Regions from separate parts of the Muntiacus reevesi genome. Here region 1 is linked to region 2. Evidence: chromatin contacts called from public Hi-C data. All regions are on one chromosome and are shown on one strand. Each heading gives the region's core, a stretch centred on a gene start, on an enhancer-like site or on the middle of the called end of the contact. The rest is flanking DNA. Distances are from core to core; before and after follow the strand shown.

Evidence for each region. Hi-C and Micro-C count contacts between places; a contact is called where the count stands out from the background.
Region 1: a contact with region 2 is called in a Hi-C map of muscle, with 5 times the contacts expected there. The contact joins the promoter of PARP4 here to the promoter of ZMYM5 in region 2. A contact is called at or near these places in 2 of 3 Hi-C or Micro-C datasets (blood and muscle).

Annotation. Positions count from the first base shown.
Region 1 is chr11:34,416,134-34,420,916 of mMunRee1.1, forward strand. PARP4 (poly(ADP-ribose) polymerase family member 4) reads right to left here and starts at 1,779. Exons shown (of 34, transcript XM_065902459.1): 1 at 1,588-1,779. CENPJ (centromere protein J) reads left to right here and starts at 3,728. Exons shown (of 15, transcript XM_065902250.1): 1 at 3,728-4,041. It also overlaps the pseudogene LOC136144534.
Region 2 is chr11:34,180,636-34,184,940 of mMunRee1.1, forward strand. ZMYM5 (zinc finger MYM-type containing 5) reads left to right here and starts at 1,345. Exons shown (of 8, transcript XM_065901876.1): 1 at 1,345-1,362; 2 at 2,235-2,304.

The DNA of each region.
Region 1 (4,783 bases), core at 529-3,028, 240 kb after region 2:
CAGGACTGATTTCTTCTCACTGTGGTTTTTCCGAAGTTTCACCCATTTGGGGCAGACTTCTTTTAGATATGATGAAAGACTATGAGTTAAATCATTGGCCTTGAGGAAGCAGGAGTCTGGTAGGGTTAGTTCTTCTAATTCAATCATGGAGCGACGGCTGCTATAATAGTCCTTCATCAGCTTCTGTAGGTCTTCAGGTGTCCCTGGTTTTGGCTCTGATTTTGCAAGAATATCAGTAATTTTCTTCTTTTTCCTCTTCCTGGTCTTGGCTGCATCTTCATTTGTTTCCTTCAGTTGTATCAAGAAACATTCTTTAGGCGGTTTGGTTTTCTTGGACAGGGCAGGACCTGGAGCTGTCTCCTGCTGCGCGATTTCTGTGTCTCCTCCTCCTTCACCATCTGATGCCCTGGGCTGCTGGCTGCTCCTGCCTGCTGGTTCTCCCACCACTCGTCTCCAAGGTCGACTGCCATCTCCATGCGGGACTCGGCCGTGGCGGGCCACCAGGAATGAGCAGGCGCTAGCCGGGATTTGCGCTGCCTCAGAGCCGGGTAGCGGGCGTTGCAGCACGCAGAGCCTCTGCTCAGAAACCCCCCTTCCACCTTGCAATGGATTTTAAGAATCTTTAAGCTTAGTGGGCAGTTTTGAAAATTACCTGGGCTACAGGTGAACATTTATATAACATTGATTTAAAAGTCAGTTACGACTTGAATGTAGTAAAAGACTAATTTATTCAACCAATAACCAATGTGATACTTAGACTGAATTAGAATAGAAGAATAAAATATAGGCAAAAAAGTAGTAAATATTGTAACTATTTTGAAAAGATACACACTTGAAAAAAAATAAGAGTTGGGCAAGCTTTCAAGCCAAAGGACTGTAATAAATGAGGATGAGCATTTGGTTCCTTGTGTGGCATCTAGCTGTGTGACTTTGGACGTCTTGGGCTTTGACTTCTCATCCATAATTAAAAAAAGAAAGAAAAAAAAAGATTTTGGGAAGAAGGACTATTTTTGAAGTAGCTAGCAAAACACTTTTGGGAAGCCCAATTTTTACAAAAATGTCTTTAAAGTAATCTTTTAACAAATATATGTATTTATTTATTTATCTGCACCAGGTTTTGGTTGCAGCATGTGGATTCTTTTAGTTATGACATGTGGGATCTAGTTCCCTGACCAGGGATCGATCTGGGTTCCCTACAGTTAGGAGCATGGAGTCTTAGCCATCGGATCACCAGGGAAGTCCCTATTTTTTAAAACTAACTCAGTGGTAGTGTAATAGGACAGAGAAGGTAATGGTACCCCACTCCAGTACTCTTGCCTGGCAAATCCCATGGATGGAGGAGCCTGGTAGGCTGCAGTCCATGGGGTCCTGAAGAGTGGGACACGACTGAGCAACTTCACTTTCACTTTTATGCATTGGAGAAGGAAATGGCAACCCACTCCAGTGTTCCTGCCTGGAGAATCCCAGGGATGGAGTCGCACAGAGTCGGACACGACTGAAGTGACTTAGCAGTAGCAGCAGCAGTGTAATAGGAAAGAATCTTTTCATATTCTATTACAAGTTAATCACTAAAAAGATGTTGCTTACCAGCTTCAGTCAGTTCAGTCGCTCAGATGTGTCTGACTCCAAGAAACCTCAAGGACTGCAGCATGCCAGGCTTCCCTGTCCATCACCAACTCCTGGAGCTTGCTCAAACTCATGTCCATCAAGTCAGTGAAGCCATCCAACCATTTCATCCTCTGTTGTCCCCTTCTCCTCCTACCTTTTCTTTCCCAGCATCAGGGTCTTTTCCAATGAGTCAGTTCTTCACATCACTTGGCCAAAGTACTGGAGTTTCAGCTTCAGCATGAGTCCTTCCAATGAATATTCAGGACTGATTCCCTTTAGGATGGACTGGTTGAATCTCCTTGCAATCCAAGGGACTTCGAGAGTCTTCTCCAACCCCACAGTTCAAAAGCATCAATTCTTTGGTGCTCAGCTTTCTTTATGGGCCAACTCTCACATCCATACATTACTACTGGCAAAAACCATAGCTCTAACTAGATGTACCTTTGTTGGCAAAGTAATATCTCTGCTTTTGAATATGCTGTCTACGTTGGTCATAATTTTTCTTCCAAAGAGCAAGCATCTTTTAATTTCAGGGCTGCAGTCACTATCTGCAGTGATTTTGGAGCCCAAGAAAATAAAGTCTGTCACAGTTTCCACTGTTTCCCCATCTATTTGCCATGAAGTGATGGGACTGGATGCCATGATCTTAGTTTTTTGAATGTTGAGTTACAAATCAGATTTTTCACTCTCTTTCACTTTCATCAAGAGGTTCTTCAGTTCTTCTTCACTTTCTGCCATAAAGGTTATTATCTGCAGATCTCTGCATCTGCACATCTAAGGTTATTGGTATTTCTACCAGCGATCTTGATTCCGGCTTGTGCTTCATCCAGCCCAGTATTTCCCGTGATGTACTCTGCATACAGCCTTGATGTACTCCCAATTTGGAACCAGTCCATTGTTCAATGTCCTGTTCTAACCGTTGCTTCTTGATCTGCATAGCAGTTTCTCAGGAGGCAGGTAAGGTGGTCAGTCTGGTATTCCCATCTCTTGAAGAATTTTCCACAGTTTGCTGTGATCCACACAAAGGCTTTGGTGTAGTCAATAAAGCAGAAGTAGATGTTTTTCTGGAACTCTCTTGCTTTTCTATGATCTAACAGATGTTAGCAATTTGATCTCTGGTTCCTCTGCCTGCCAGCTTAAATTATACATAATGACTCATCTCTGGGAACACTGCCTTCCAGGTAATTGGTATTAAGCAAAAATACCTTTGTTTAGCTAAAGTACCTTTGTTTTTGTAGAACTTGTACCAGAATATTTGTTTTCACCCATTTCAAGCTCCCTGACTAGAAACATCCTGACCAGGCCCACCCCTGAATGACTGCATTAAGGAAGAAATTAACACATCTTCTCCAGACGCTGAGGAGAACCAGGAGTAGGTGACTTTACCACTCTGCCCTGCCTCTGGAGGCTTTTAGTGCAAAAAAAAAGTCGGAAGTCTAACTCTGCCAAGATGGTTCTTTAGGGGCCCAAGTACACCATTTTCTGTTTTCTGGCTTTTGGAATACAGTTATCATTCCTTGCCCCAACAACTGTCTCTCCATTATTGCCCTGTACTGTCGTGCAGGGCCAGCAGTAGGCGCTAGTTTATTTCTTATACCGGTTGTTACAAATGGCACTTCGTTTGATTTCTTTAAATGTTTATAAACAGGCACAAAGCCCAAGTTGTGTACACAATGCTACCTTGCATTGTTGAGTCCGCTTCTACGCAGCACTCTGCGATGGCAATTAACAAACAAAAAAAAAATTTCGAGCTTTGCACGCCAGTGTTCAAAATAACATAGTTTCAACACTTACTGCTCACATGGCCAATTACGTATTAAGCAGCAAAGACAAGCGATAAAGACAAGCAGTGAATTCATCACAAGGTTGTCTTTGCCATGAAATAGTGTGGCCGACTGCCCTCCTTTCCTTTACTCGGTCCCGCCTGGCAAAGACAACAAAAACCAAAGAAATCTTGGCAAAAAAGTTTCCTCCACCGATCAGATCATCCACAGACGCGTGTTTCCAGAGACGAGAAGACTCACTTCTCGCGAGAGCGCCAGCGACGTTTTCAAAGGCCAAGGGGGGGTGGGGCGGCGATCGAACCCGGAAGTGCTCTGCGGCAGCCATCTCCCCGCTGCTTAGCCGCCCACTACTCCGACCCCGAACCCACGCCTGGGCGGAAGGTGCCTGGCCGCGAGCGCCCACTAACGGGTGTCTTCCGGGCTTCTCTGGGAGTTGTAGTTTGCGTGTGTCCGACGGCGCGCTCGCGCAAGCGCAGAGGGGCCGAAGGAACTACACTTTCCAGGAGCCTTTGGGTCCGCGGGCGGAGCGGCGGCGGCAGTGGCGGGTGGTTTGTAAGTGCAGCAGCACCTTCTCCGGCTCTGGCTTGAGAGGCTTGAGGGGCGCGGGCCTCTGAGCTGGACTTCTTGTGGGGAGGAACTTAAGGAGCTGGTTAGTTTGCCGTCCTGAATCCGAGCGGGCCGGCGGCGCGCGGAGCGACCGGCTCGGCCAGTTGGGGGCGCGCTAGTCGGCGCGGAGGGGCGGTGCGGGGTGCCCTTTTCCGAGGTTATTCAAAGCTTTGGGTTTGAAAGATTTGCTGTGGGTCGGTGGGCTTCTATGACGGACGTGTTCTTTGGGAGACCGGAAATTCACCTCCCTAAGTAATCAGTTGGTTTTCAAGACCTGAGGGTGGGTTTGAATTGTTTGCATCTACATTTTCTGCCTCGCGTTGCAGATAATTTAACTCCTCCCCCGGTGCTTTAAAGAATGCTTGTGTGGCAGTTTTTGGTGGTATTAAGGCTGTCCGTTTGTTTCAAACAGATTTTGATAATAGAAAAATCCGAGTTCACATTCTGATAATCCTTCTAGGCATTTTACTGAGTATGCTTCCTTTACCAAGGCCTTAGTATCAATAATAAATAACAGGTTATGGGGAAAAAACAGGATTTCTATGCATCATGCTGACAGTAAATATACTTTCAGGATCATAGTAATGAAATTGAAATGAAGCGGTGAAAAGCAGTTTCTTTTATAGGTGGAGGAAAGATGTATTACCCAAAGTGGGGTCCACCTGCTCACTGCTCAAAGCCAATAAAGAGTCAAGTTTTGTGGAAAGATAGGACTTTCCCCACCTGCCTCCATTAGTTGAATGGAGGCACCTAGGTGGAGAAACAGCACAGTCAGTTCTGACAGT
Region 2 (4,305 bases), core at 95-2,594:
AAGTACTACTTTCACTGTATCGCACAAATTTTGATAAGCTGTATTTTCATTTTCATCTAGTTCAAAGTATTTTTTAGTTTGAGAGTTCTTCTTTGACTTGTGTTATTTAAAACTGTGTTGTTTCAGTTCAGTCACTCAGTCGTGTCCGACTCTTGACAACCCGACCCCATGGACTGCAGCACGCCAGGCTTCCCTGTCCATCACCAACTCCCCAGAGCTTGCTCAACTGTGTTGTTTCGTCTTCATTTATTGAGATTTTCCAGCTATCTATTATTTAATTCTAGGTTAATTTTACCATGGTCAAAGATCAGAGGCTGTAGAATTTCTGTCCTTTTAAATTTGTTAAGGTGTGTTTGAGAACCCAGAATGTGATCTGTCCTGGTGAATGATCCATGTGAGTTTGAGAAGAATATATATTCTACCATATATTGGATGAGACTTTTGATGTCATTATTTTCAGTTGAGCGATGGTGTTGAGTTCAACTATGTCCTTGGTGATTTTCTTTTTTAAAATTTTATTTATATGGTTACATTGGGTCTTCCTGGTGCGTGGGGGCTTTCTCCAGTTGAGGCCGGGCCCAGGTGCGGAGCTGGCAGTGGGCGCCGTCTCCGTCGCGGGGCCCAGCCCCGGCTTTCTGGGACTAGTCGGAGTTGTCCTCAGTTCCCCTCGCGGCCCCGACAAGATGGAGGACATCGTCTCCCCCCGCAGCCTTGACGGGAGCGGGGGACGCCTCCCCACCGGGCTGAGGGGAAGGGAAGCGCTTTCAGTCCTCGGAGCGCGCGGGGCCCCGCCGCCGGCCTTCCAGACCCCTGCTCTTGCCCCGGTCGCTGAAGCCCCTGCCCGCCCAGGGCTCACGGGGCTCCCAAACACTGGATATGGAGGGCTTGGGGGACATCGAGGCCTTGGCACTCGCAGCCGCTGCGAGGGCAGGTGGCCCGGTTCAGGTCTTCTGGCCGCTGGGGCCCGACAGCGCTCGGCTACTGCAGCTAGCAACAGACTCTGTGTTCACTGAGACGCGCTAGTCGGGGATCCGGGCAGAAAAGGCGGGGAATGCAACGGAGGCGCGGGGGTGTGGCCTGCGGCTGACGGACAGGGCATCGGACCACCCCCTCAAGGGGGTCCTGAAGGAAGGTGGACGCAGCCAATGGGCGTGCCCGAGGCGCCCAGCCCGCCCTTCCCGGCCGCCAGTGAGGGCGCAGGGGGCGGGGCCTGCCAGGTCGGGTCGCGGCGCCTTGGGCGCCGCCTCTGCCTCCTCACCAGCTCTAAGGCCGGGACTGGACAGAGTGGAGTTGCGCGTGTTGCCGAAGAGGGGTGGGCTGGGGGCGGGGAAGTTTGTTCCGCGGAGCCGCAGCCAGAACCGGGTGAGGCTTGTCCCCGTCGTGTCTCCAGCCCAGGGCCGCCGACAGTCGGGTGGCCAGGAGCGGCGCAGCCTCCGGAGGCTCCGCCGGGAGGCGGAGATGGGTGAGGGCGGCCTCCGAAGCCTCCCACCGACCTGGGACGAGCGCCCCGCGGCGCGGCCGCCGTTGCTGCTGCCGCTTCGGGGCCTCCGGCTGCCGGCGGCTCCGCTGATGTCCCAGGCGCGTTGGCGGGCGGCCCGCGGGCTGCGGGAGTGCGGGCGCGGCCGCGAGGGCGGAGTGAGGTGGCCGCCGGCGAGCCTCGGGGGTCGCGGGGTGGGGGAGGGGCGCCTCCGTGGGCGCTCGTGGCCGCGCTTGCGCTCTCCCGGCGGCGACCCGGGATCCGCAAGTTTGGGGCTGAGGACACGGCCCCCTCCCGCACCAGGTCCCCTCCTCGGCCGCCCAGACCCCGGCGCGGCGTCTTCTCACTGCTTATTTGGGAGAGTTTCTAATGGCGGACGAGGAGCAGGCAGGTCTCAGGCTGCGGGCCAACACGGGGGTTTCCGCCCCGCGGTGACGCGAGCTGCGGGCGAGTGGGTTCCTGAGGGACGGCGGCGGCGTCGCACGGGCCGAATCTGGGGATAGGCGTCTCCGCGGGCTCGAGGCCGCGCTCGCCCTCCGCCTCCCGCCTGTGGCTTGCAGGGACTGTGCGGTCGTGCGGTGGTGGCGGGGCCTCGGTGTTTGTGTACCTGGCGCCTCGGTGGCTGTGGGGTTGGGGGGGGCGGATTGTGGAGGAGCGCTGAGGCTTCTTGACTTCTTGTCTCTTTGCTTCCTCTCTTGTGAGCTGGTGTTGCGTCCAGCTTGGCTATAACGAAGTACGCTTTCATCCTTCGTTCTAGGGCCAGGAATCACCTTCAGGACAGTCTGGTGATAGTTCGGTGATAGTAATTAAGGGGGAAAGCGTCCACGGTAAGTAATTTTACCCTGCGTGTCTGTGTAATACAGTTAGCGCACTACTAGAGTGTGCTTCTGTGGAACTTAACCTTTCTCTTACCTTGAAGGCAGAGAGCTAGTTTCTGGAGTGGCCCTTGTCCCCAGAGCCAAGTCAGGGAAATCCCTGGGAAAGCATGGGGAGTGCGTGCTGATATTTACACCACTGGTATGCTCTTAGAGTTCTAAGATATTCCATTTTTAATGCTTTCTTTTTAACATATTTTTGCTTTCTAATGGTTAGAAATAATTTTTTTCCGTACTGTTGAATTAACTAGACTGACTGAATCTTATCGTTATTCTATGGTTGATGGACACAGTACTTTGTGTGTGTGTTTGTCTTATATTTGAGGAAGATTTGTGTTTCTGTATCCTGATAAAACTCAGGCAAGCATCACATCAGGAGATAGTCTTTTTCTTTTAAAAAAGATATAATCTAGTTCTTACCCTAGTCGCCATTCTAAGATGGACCACCAAATTACCAAATTGCTAGTGACAGTCTCCATTATGAAGTTGATGTGTTTTTTTTTCTTGTTTCTAAAAAGTAGGCTAAGTGCCGTTCATTTTGGTACAATTAAATGCTCAGTTCCCTGTCAGCTGTTGCGTTAATGGCTTTAACACCAACCCTTGCCTGAATCAATAATTTTGTAAAGTGTCTCAAAGTGATTAAAAAAAAAACAAAAAACCTCTGATTCTACATTTATTATCTGGGCTTCTGTACAGTCTTAGGTCCTGCCTATTTTGTCCTTTCAGCTGGTCAGTTTTTCACCAGTCATCAAAAAGAAATTTGTGAATACTACTGTTTCTCATAGTAGTATTCCTGCCTTCCCTCTGCTATTGTTGCTTCTTGCCAGACTTGACTTTGCACTTACACTGTTGTGCTTCATGGCACACTTCATTAGTTAAGACAGTTTTTAGGAATGGATATTGTTTTGACTGGGTGATTTTCATAGGATACCTGAAATGATATTTCAGATTATGTGGTAGTTGTGTGAGATGAAGGGATGTGGGCAGGGTTCTAGAGCTATGAGGGACTTTATTAGGGAAAGGGAACTAGTGGGGACTAAAAGATTGGAAGGATAACAAATCGCTGACTCAGTTATTACCACTTAGAAAAGCCATTTTCTCAACAGCAGGTTCCTAGCATAGGTGGGCACAGTGTGAAAAGGACTAGGTTTAGTGCCAGCCAGATTTCATATCTGGTTTATATCTCTGTTCTCCTATTACTTTGGCAAGTGCAAACTAAATAAGAGTCAATAACAGAACCTTTATAAATGCACATCTTATTCAGTTAAATACACTTTTTTATCCACATTTTATAAGTAAATTGTGTCTGTGTTCTCAATTGCTATGAAGATTGTAAAGTGCCTAGCCCATAAGCTATGTGAGACACACACACACATTGTTAACGGTACCTACAATTCTTGTGTTTTTTGTCTTCTGATATTTCCTCAGCTTTATCTTTCAGTCCTTTTACTGAGTTTTCCATTTTTGCTAAGCTTTTTATTTTTAGAAGTTCTTGTTTAATACTAGAAATGTCAATTTTTTATGGTCTTTTGCTTGTCATGTGTCCGGCTAGAGTTCTGATTGTTTTGCGGATTTCGATTTTGTTTTCTTTTTCTTGCACTTTTCTCTTTCTTCTTTTTTTCTTTTAACAATTTTTTCTTTTGCATTATTTTTTATTGGAGCATAGTTGTGTTATATTTACAGCATTGTGTTAGTTTCTGCTGTACAGCAAAATGAATCAGCTATACCTATACATATACATATATTTCCTCTTTTTGTATTTCCTTTCCATTTAGGTCACCTCAGAGCATTGAGTAGAGTTCTCTGAACTATACAGTAGGTTCTCAGTTATCTATTTTATACTCAGTATCAATAGTATATATATGTCAGGACTATTTTTCTTATTAGAGGATTTCTTCGGGTATCTTATAATCCTTGGTTGGTCTGCTCATGGTTAAGAATTGAGAAATAGAA